Linked DNA regions of Mus musculus: region 1 is linked to region 2. Evidence: chromatin contacts called from public promoter capture Hi-C data. All regions are on one chromosome and are shown on one strand. The core of a region is the stretch at or near the end of the contact, and the rest is flanking DNA. Distances in the headings are between cores, read along the strand shown. Region 1 holds the start of Dap3 (death associated protein 3). Region 2 holds the start of Msto1 (misato 1, mitochondrial distribution and morphology regulator).

What was found. Capture Hi-C pulls out chosen DNA fragments and counts their contacts.
Region 1: a contact with region 2 is called in a promoter capture Hi-C map of adipose tissue. The contact joins the promoter of Dap3 here to the promoter of Msto1 in region 2. A contact is called at or near these places in 6 of 39 promoter capture datasets (cranial neural crest, erythroid cells, liver and 3 more), 1 of 15 datasets of contacts at CTCF or cohesin (the NIH/3T3 cell line), 8 of 484 Hi-C or Micro-C datasets (CD4 T cells, CD8 T cells, double positive thymocytes and 5 more), 17 of 115 datasets of contacts at active chromatin or transcription factors (the 230-238 cell line, CD8 T cells, the HPC-7 cell line and 9 more) and 4 of 9 other capture datasets (adipose tissue, embryonic stem cells, liver and 1 more).

What each region holds. Positions count from the first base shown.
Region 1 is chr3:88,947,717-88,952,494 of GRCm38.p6, forward strand. Dap3 (death associated protein 3) reads right to left here and starts at 2,566. Exons shown (of 13, transcript NM_022994.3): 1 at 2,152-2,566. The coding sequence starts at 2,154. It also overlaps a transcript of Ash1l not described here.
Region 2 is chr3:88,910,658-88,915,348 of GRCm38.p6, forward strand. Msto1 (misato 1, mitochondrial distribution and morphology regulator) reads right to left here and starts at 3,293. Exons shown (of 14, transcript NM_144898.2): 1 at 3,136-3,293; 2 at 2,910-3,045; 3 at 2,201-2,270; 4 at 2,046-2,121; 5 at 1,580-1,643; 6 at 1,369-1,456; 7 at 1,107-1,224; 8 at 880-1,014; 9 at 630-782; 10 at 226-357; 11 at 1-153. The coding sequence starts at 3,219.

The DNA of each region.
Region 1 (4,778 bases), core at 1,316-3,815, 36 kb after region 2:
TCTGGCACCCCAAGAGTGTGCATGCACATGTGCACAGCACAATCAAACATATTTATGCTACATTTTTTGCTCCTACTCGCCCAGGTTTGGGTTCCTGGAGAAACACTGGGACTACAGAAGGAAAATTAATGTGCCTCACCCCATCTCCTGCACCCATGCAGGGGCTCACAATCTTAGGTGACCCAACACCCTCTTCTGGCCTCTGGGGGCAACACACACACACACAGGATGCACAGACATACATGTATACAAAACACCCATATATACACACACACATACAAATAAAGAATTTTTACTACGAAGGCAGTGTGATATAGGGGAAAAGTTAGGAAACTAAAGTCTAAAGATCAAGTTACAGATTTCTTTGAACTTCAAGCTTTGCTTGGAAAAGGAAGAGTCTCCCTGTTGTAAGGGTTCAACAGGAACAGTACAGAAGTCCGTCAGTGCTCTTCAGACTAACTTTCTCTCACCTGCCCCCCACCCCAACCCCACTGTTGTTCTGAGACTGTCTCACGGAACTCAGGCTAGTCAAGACTTTGCTGCATAGCTGTGGATGACCTCCAAGTTTCCATCCTCCTGCCTCCACTTTGTGGAGTGTTGAGATTATAGCTTCAAGCTTTCTAGTCCTAGTATTTAAGTATGTGACACTGATTTTAACATTTCCATGTCCTTTGAGATAGACCCTGTAAATCAGTCGGACAGTCTGCACACATGCAAGCACACACCTATACAAAGTTGCACACAGGAAGCTACTGAAGAAAGATTCCTGCAACCCTGGGTAGACTGCATGGGCTTGGTTAGCAAAAGTAACTTCACAGCTAGTCAATTAAGGCTGATTGTCTCTTTAACTCAAAGAAGGAAACACAAAGATAATCAATCCCCAATGCATACAGCCAATAGGGAAAGGTTGGGTTATCTGAAAACCAGGTATGGGTTCATGCCTATAATCCAACCTCTAAAGAGGCTAAGACAGGATGACTGTCAGAGTTTCAGGCAAGCTTGGGCTAAAGAGTGAGACTGTCAAAACAAACAAATAAACAACCACTCAAAAGACAATTTAACCCCTATTCCAAAAAAAGACTGAATATTAATTGAATGGGTTCTGGAGATGAATGGAACGCAGTAATGTTTAAATTTCCCCTGAATCACAAAGGTAAGAATTCACAGATAAGAAAGGAAACTTAAGGTGCCATTCCTCTAAAATTTTGCTTTGCTTTTTGTGGGAGACTAAAAATGAGTAGATCAAACGTTGGGGTTTTAACATCACATGCCCTGAATTCACTCATCCAATGTCAACACGGAAACAAATACTAGCAGCCAATGAATGCCATAGGTCTGGTTTAACTAGCAATTTAGATGAATAGAACACAAACTACCAATTACACCTACAAATCTTATCAACATCAACAGCACTGTAAATGATAACAATAATACTCCGCATTTTCCCCGTACCCAGGAGCTAATTCTGCTTTACATATATGATCTCATTATTTCATACTCCAACCCTGAAGGTATATTTTGGGGTTAGCTAATTTTTACTACCAGCATCTCATAAATAACTTGGAAAAATTTGAAGGCCTAAAAGATCAAATCCAGAAATAAAATCTCAGTGCATAGTTTCATCCCCTCACACACTCAACCTGCGGGTGGCGACCCGAGGAGAGGTCTAACAACCCTTCACAGGGATCCCATATCAGATATCCTGTATATCAGATGTTTACATTAAGATTCATAACAGCAAAATTACAGTTACGAAGTAGCAACAAAACTAATTTTATGGTAGGGAGTCACCATGTGGAACTGTACTAAAGGGTCGTAGCATTAGGAAGGCTGCGCGGACCACTGCTCTAACATCAGGCTGCCAGTTGCAAACCGAGTTCGCACAATCTTTGAGAAGTGCACAAGGATCACACAAGCATCACAGAGGATAGGTACCCTCTGGGACTTTAACAAGGTTAAACTACATTAACATATTAACAGCCGTTCTGTCCGTTCATCCTCCGGTCCCAGGTCCGCAGCCCCGGGTCTGAAGGATGCCCTCTTGGAGGATCACCGACACTGCTGCCCTCATTCCCTATCTCGGGGCAGTTCAAATACACGCTCCTTTCCCTCCTTCATCATTGCATCCCCTGTGTGGCTCAGTCCCCTTACCATGAGTCCAACACTAGGACTCCTGCTCCGGTGACCCGCACACACCGCCAGCGGCTGGATCCCAGGCACCCGTCCTGCAGTTGTGAAGCAAGCTCGGGTCGTGTGGCAGGAAGCTACCCAACGCGCAGTCGCCGCGGCTGCAACCACAGCCCAGCGGAGGGGCACCGCGCCACCCGCCCCGCGGCCGGAAGCGGGCAGCAAGCCTCGGCGTCGCGGTGGCCCGTCCCAGGAGGTCCGCGCCTAGGTACCTTCGCTCGCTCTTCAAAACATTCCGGTCACCGTGGCCAGCCTCGTCTGCGCGGGCGTGCCCGCTTCTCCCCGGCCCCAGCAGGGGCGCGCAATGGAACGTCCCGCGGGGGGGATTGTGGGAGGCGCACGTTCGAGGGGTGGGGGCGAAGGCGGCGGCAGCCGTGGCTGCCGTTGGTAGCCGTGGGGGCGGGGAAGAGAGGGAGGCGAGCCGAGGAGGAGAAGGAGGAGGAGGAGGAGGAGGAGGGAGGAGGCTCGGGCTCGCGCCAAGGAAGGTACGCGTGAGGGCCGAGAGGGAGTCGGGAGCGCGCGAGCCGGAGGCCCCAGAGCGAGCGCGTCGGTGCTGGCGGCGCGGGGCGGCCGGAGGCGGTGGTTGGAGGGCGCAGCTCGCGACCAGTCCGGACCCACTCGGAAGCGTGCGGGCGGGCGTGCGCGCTGCGCGGCCGGAGTCGGGTGAGGGAGGGAGGGAGGGAGGGAGGGAGGGCGGCGGGGAGAGCGCGCGGAGGGAGGAGTGGGAGGCGGGAGGGGGGGCACGCGGCGCCCTTCGCTGGCTCGCTCGCTCCCTCCCTCCCCAGAGCCGCCGCCGCCGCCGCCGCTGCCGCCGCCGCTGCCGCTCCCGCCGCCATTTTGGGTTCGCTTTGCGGAGGGGGGAGACGATCCCGGTCTCGGTTGCCGGACCCGCCTTCTCTCGGTTTCCCCTTTCCCGACCTACGCCTTTGGCTTCTCCTCTCTCGCGTTTCCGCCGGTCCGCTTACCCGCTGGCCGCCTCCTGACAAGCGGGAAGGGTTACAGTGTGGAGCCAGGGAAGCCGAGGCGCCAGGCTGCCACCCTCTCTCTCTCCACTTGCCTGCACTCGGCGCTCTCGGCCTCGCACGGTGAGTAGTGCGGTGTGAGCAGGCCTTTGAAGGCCCCAAGTAGTCTCTCCTTGGCTACCCGGGATCCGCTGTCACCCCCCCGGACCTGGACCTCCGGGAGAGCGGGGTGAGGATGGGGGAAGGGAGAGCAGGGATAGGGATCCTGAGCTTACCGGGAAGTCCCTCTAGGCGGGGTGACGGGGTGTCCCTGACCAGCGGGCTCTTGGTTTGGGGGAGGGGGACGGGAAAGTAAGCGAGTGGAGGCGGAGTCGCTTGTGCCCCTGACAGGTTAGTTTGTGTAGTAGGCCCGATTGGAGCATCCCCCAAGATCCAGTTTATGTCTGTTTAAGTAAGGGACAAAAGTAGCAAGGGAGATGATCTTCAGCGGGTAGTTTACCTGTACAAGATCTGTGGTGTTCTCGAAAGGCGGAAATATATGCAGACATGACATAGTGATCTGAGTGTTAATAAGTTTAATAAATGTCACTGGTTAGTTTCTACTTGGAAAGAAATGTTTTGGGTCTTGAAGACCAGATGGTCTGTTGGTTTATAGCTGCTCTGTTTATATGTGTATAATTCGAGGATGGAGAGTGTTCAGGAAGAGTTTGCCTGCATTTGGGGAAGTTCCCTTTGTAAGTTAGCTTATTTAAAAACAAATGCTGGGACATGTGTTCTCTAGGTCGATAAATGTGCATGTATTTTAGCATTAGTATGATTAGTATGATAATACAGAATGCATGCTAAGATCAGGAAGGGGAGAAACTTGACATAGTCTGTGCCTTTGAATAGAGTCAGTTGTGTAAATATGAAAGCCAGACCAACATCCTCAGAGTGATCGCTATTAGGCTGAGAATAAGGGGAGATGTTTTTGACCGTGTGGATTTATAGTAGTGCATAAAGTTTTTATATTCAGAGTACTCTTTCAGTTCGTAATCCTAAAACTGTAAAAATTATAGGAGAATAGGAAATCCCGGCATAAAGAGGTACTTTTCCAAGGTCATGTGTTAAATTAGTGGCAATGTTGAGATATTTTGATTACTAATTTAGTAATGTATTGTCCATATTATCATAGTGCCTCAGGAGATTGTTATTGCCAAATACAAGTGTATTTTGAAAGTAGGTAAATATGATTGGTTAGATTATGCTTGGGAGAACTTAAAAGTGTCAAACATGTATAGAATATACACTGTCCTATATGAGATAGGTATTTGTAATTTTGTTGTGTTTACAAAGCAAGCAGACCACTTCTGACAGCTTAGTATGTATGAAAGTTCCAATGTGTTGCTGGGCAGTGGTGGCACATGTTTCTAATTCCAGCACTTGGGAGGCAGAGGCAGGTGGATTTCTGAGTTCGAGGCCAGCCTGGTCTACAGAGTTGGTTCCAGGACAGCCAGGTCTACAGGGAGAAACCCTGTCTCCCAAAACCAAATAAATAAATAAATAAATAAATAAATAAAAAGTTAAACTGCTTCCACAGCCTACTTTGTATCTGTATAGCTGTTGTTTGTTGCTGGTTGGGTTTTTTGT
Region 2 (4,691 bases), core at 2,043-4,542:
CACCACAGACTGGGCAAAGCACCGATGTCCAGCAGAATCCCCGCATGCCGACAGGGAGGTCCATGGGGTGGCTTCTCCAAGCTGCGTCAGGATGTCAGGAAGGGACTGGCCTCGAACCAGTGGGAAGGGGATGATTGCTTCTGCTGTCACCACCTAAACACCGGGAGGGAGCAGGTTACAAAGGGTTTTCTGAGCTTTGGGTTAGCCCCTCACACAGCTCCTTACCTTTTTCCCAGAGAAACTTAGCACATCAGCCAAGTGAGCCATGGTAACCATTGAGGAGCGCAGGCGATAGGGAACAGTCACCGTGTCCAGCGCTGTCGCCAGGATGGCGCTACAGTGGAAGGGCAGAGTGGCCTGTCAAGTGGGACAGGAGGGGAACACTGTGTCTTCTGGGTGTGGAAAATAGGTGGAGGCAGAACATGAAGGACAGACATCCAGGGAAGGAAACCAGACTGTCCTTAAATAGGAAAAACGTGAGCGGCTAAGGGGCCAAGTCCATGCTGGAAACCCACTTTGCTGTTATGAAGGCCTCCCCAGTACTGCATGTGCTAGGCAACACACAGCCACAGGGAGTTGGGGGCAAGAGAAACACAGAACAGACGCCACAGGCTGAGCTTGAGCCTTACATCATAATGTAGGGAAGGGAAGTTGACAGGCGGCTTGGGTCGCAGGCCCAGGTTCCCTCCAAGGGATAAGGGACAGACGAAGGAGCTGTATCCAGTCAGGTGCACCAGACCAAATGCCGTGTTTAAGAGACGATAGATGTTTTTCTGAGGCTCCTGGTAATAGAAACGGGAGTGGCTTGCATCAGGCAACTTGCACAGTGGGATCCTCTTTTCCCAACCTCTACTGCTCGCTCTTCCAGCTTCCACTCACCCCAAGACTGTAGGGGCCCGGGAGCAGGCCCCAGGTTAGGACTCCCCGCCCTGCATACTCGTCTTGTAGTAGCTCTGCAGTTTTAGCACCTACTCCAGAGAAGCCATCGTGCAGGTCACACAGGAGCTGGAAGCCCTGGAGACAAATGAAGACCAAAATATGGGGGCGGGGGCTTTAGGACGAGGAGACTTTGTACCCCAACATCATCCACCTTGCCACACAGCTACCTGCAAGTAGTCACATTCCTCCACATAGAAGTGTAGTCTGTCCTCCAGCTCTTCCAAGTACCTGGGCTCCTTCAGGACACTCTCCCCTTGGCCAAAAGCCTCCAGCCGGCCTGTCTCCCTGCCAAAATCACCACGATAAGAGACTCAGCCCTGCACTCAACTCCTCAGTCTGCTGTTCTGGAGGGCAGGTGAGATGGGCCCTAGCCTTATCCAGTGTTGGGGTGACCTAAGCTTTGCCTCACAGCCGCCGCAGCCCCCATACCCATCATGGTGGTACTTGTGGATCACACAGATGCTCCGTGGATGGAGATGGACTCTGAGGAAGTCTGACCAGACTTTGATGCTGTTCTCTGTGGGGATAAAGGATTTTGGAATCTGTAGCAGGGATGACTAGTGGGAGGATGCAGCCGATGCGATGGACCGTCCCCCAAGCTGCTCCTCTGTCCAGTGTCCAGCATCAAGTGCTATCTCACCTTTGCCATTTTGGATATTCTGAATCAGTTTGGCCCTCCAGGCACCGTCACTACTCCGCACTCCCTGGGAGGGGTGAGAAGATTTTAGTTCCAGGTTGTTTTCGTCCGCCATGGGCGTATCCTTACTTATGTGTATCTGCGTGTATCTTTAAGGTTATGTGCACCACGTGCCTGAGGTACCCAAAGCCAGAAGAGGGTGTTAGAACCCCAGGGACTGAAGTTACAGCTGTGAGCTGCCTGATGTGGACCCTGGGAACTCAATGCAGAGTTCTGGAAGAACAGGTCCGACTCTTAACCTCTGAGCCAGTTTCTGGGTTCCCGCCAGTTCAGAGACAACGGTGCTTTTTCCAAAAACACTACTCTATGGCATTTACAGTGACTAGACACCTTTTACTGTGCATCGGAGAGCCACTGTGCTTGTAGCAGGTTTAAAGGTTTGGGACAGAGCCCCACCCCTCGTCATCACCTCTGCACTCAGAAGGCCCTGGAGGTTTGGGTTCTTTGGTTGGGCGTCATCTCTGTGTGTGCTGAGCTTCCCCTGCCTGAAAGAGTAAGAGTAAGCAGAGTTCTCCAGCCGTCTATGTACACACAGTGGGCCATGCTCACAGGAGCGGTACTTACCACGCTACTGCAGCCTCTAGCTGTCGGTCTCTGTAGAGGTTACCTTCTTCTTTTAGAGTGTTCAGACTACCTGCCCAGAAATGAAAGGCAAGGTTAAACCTAGGGGGTCATGTGATCAAGACTAAACTGATCACCTGTCAGGGAATATGGTGTGGCAGTTCCTCTCTACCTAGATGAGGTGTCCCTTTGTAGCCCTGAGTAGTTTCCAACAATACAGACAAATTGGTTTTGAACTCAGAGCTTCTACCTGCCTTGGCTGGGATTAAGGGCGTGCCCAACTACATGGCACTTGGATATACATTAGATGGGACAGGGAATATGGAATCCATCCTTCTCTCAAAAGCTGTGGTCCAGCCGGGCAGTGGTGGTTTACGCCTTTAATCCCAGCACTAGGGAGGCAGAGGCAGGCGGATTTCTGAGTTCGAGGCCAGCCTGGTCTACAAAGTGAGTTCCAGGACAGCCAGGGCTATACAGAGAAACCCTGTCTCGAAAACAAACAAACAAAAAAACAAAACAAGCTGTGGTCCGTCTGTAGGTGTGAGTGCAAGCAGCTTAACATTATACTGACAATTCCAGAGCCAGATCCTGAAGTAAACTTGCCTTTTCGACATCGTCGGGGGTTGTGCCCGATCCGGTATCTGAAGTGAACTGATGCTAGGGCCCTCGCACGCCACACGGGAAAACTTGGCTGAGCCCACCATCGCCTCACCTTTCAGATCCATTAGGATGAGTCGAGGCGTATAGGTTTCCTGGCCATGCAGTGTCCGGCCTGTTCTGTACAAGACGTCGGGGCACAGCTCGCCTGGCGACTCTTCGTCCTCGGCCATGCGTCCCAGCGCAGCATCCTGTAGGGGTCACAGGGCTGAGCGGAGGGGGAAGAGGGGCAGGGCCGGTACTGTCTGCGGGGAACGCCGGGCTGCCGCTAGGTGCCTGACCTGCTGGTTCCACCAGTGCGCCCCCACGAAACCCGCGAAATGTCCCAACTGCAGCGTGAGCACCTCGCGGGCCCCGCCCGCCATACCGCCGCTGCTCTTGGGCACTCCACTGCCGCCGCGGGCCCATCAGCCGGAGGGGGCGGCTCCCGCGCGAGCACGTGCTTTCCCGTTGGCCTCCCGATTCGTTGGTCTCCGAGGCCGCAGCTCACGCCCCGCCTCTTCCTCTTCTTGGAATGTAGGAAGCTGCCGCGATCGGCTGTTGTCTCTCCGTTCCTTCTGCGCCTCAGACTGTGGCGGGTCTGGCCAAGGTCATGGAAGGTTCTCTCACCTGCTTCTGTCTCTCTTCGCGCAGATGCCCCTCTCCTGTAGCTAATAATTCACGCGAGGGGATAAAAAAAATCTGAGGGGGAATTCGACTCCTCTGGATCCTCCCACTCACTTCCTTTTCCCATCTCTAATGTCCCAGCCCTGCTAAACCAGTGGGCTGGCCCCATGGTTCGGTTTCTGTTAGGTTCTGGGGAAGATTGTAGTCCCTTTCTCGCGTGTTCATGTAGTTTGATTGTACTTAAGTGCTCTTTTCATTTATTCTTTGACTTGGTTCGTTATTTTTATCTTTTTGAGATGGATTCTCAGTATGTAACCCCTGGCTGGCCTGAAATGACTGTGTAAAGCAGGCTGGCTTCAAACTCAAAAGAAATCAAGCCTCCACTTCCGGAGTGCTGGAATCAAAGGCCGTGCCACTGATAAGGTTGGGAACAGTCTTTTGTTTGCTTGTTTGTTTGTCTTGAGACAGGGTTTCTTTGTATAGCCCTGGCTGTCCTGGAACTCACTTTGTAGACCAGGCTGGCCTCAAACTCAGACATCTGTCTGCCTCTGCCTCCCAAGTGCTGGGATTAAAGACGTGTGCCACCATACCCGGCTGTGGGAACAGTCTTTTATGTTTTTATAAACGTTTGGCTATCCAATTTGTAGAGCGTTTCCAAGCCGCATGTGATGGCTGGAACCTGTAAGCCCTCCTAGGATGCGGAGAGAGATTATTCATCCTTGGCTCCGAAGCAAGTTGAAGGCTCACCTGACTGCATGAGACCATATCTAAGTTACAAAACAAACAAAACAAATTACTATTCCAAATGGCTTGCTCTGTTTCTTTTGGACCATCTAGTATTCACTTATGAATAAAATAAATGGGTCCAGGCAAAATCCTCGATGGGTTAAGGGGAGCTTGGGAGCTGCCAAGCCTGCAGACCAGAGTTCTAACCTGAGCACCCACAGGGTAGTACGGAACCAAATCCCTAGCTGTGTACATTATTCTGAACATAAGCACATTGCTAGTAAAATACTTAGAAAAATGCATCATATAGAACAGTATTTTAAAGAATGACTGCCTTTTAATTTTGAGATTTTTTTTTAGATTTATTTCTTTTTTTAAGATTTATTTATTATTATAAGTAAGTACACTGTCGCTGTCTTCAGAGACACTAGAAGAGGGCATCAGATCTCATTACAGGTGGTTGTGAGCCACCACGTGGTTGCTGGGATTTGAATTCAGGACCTCT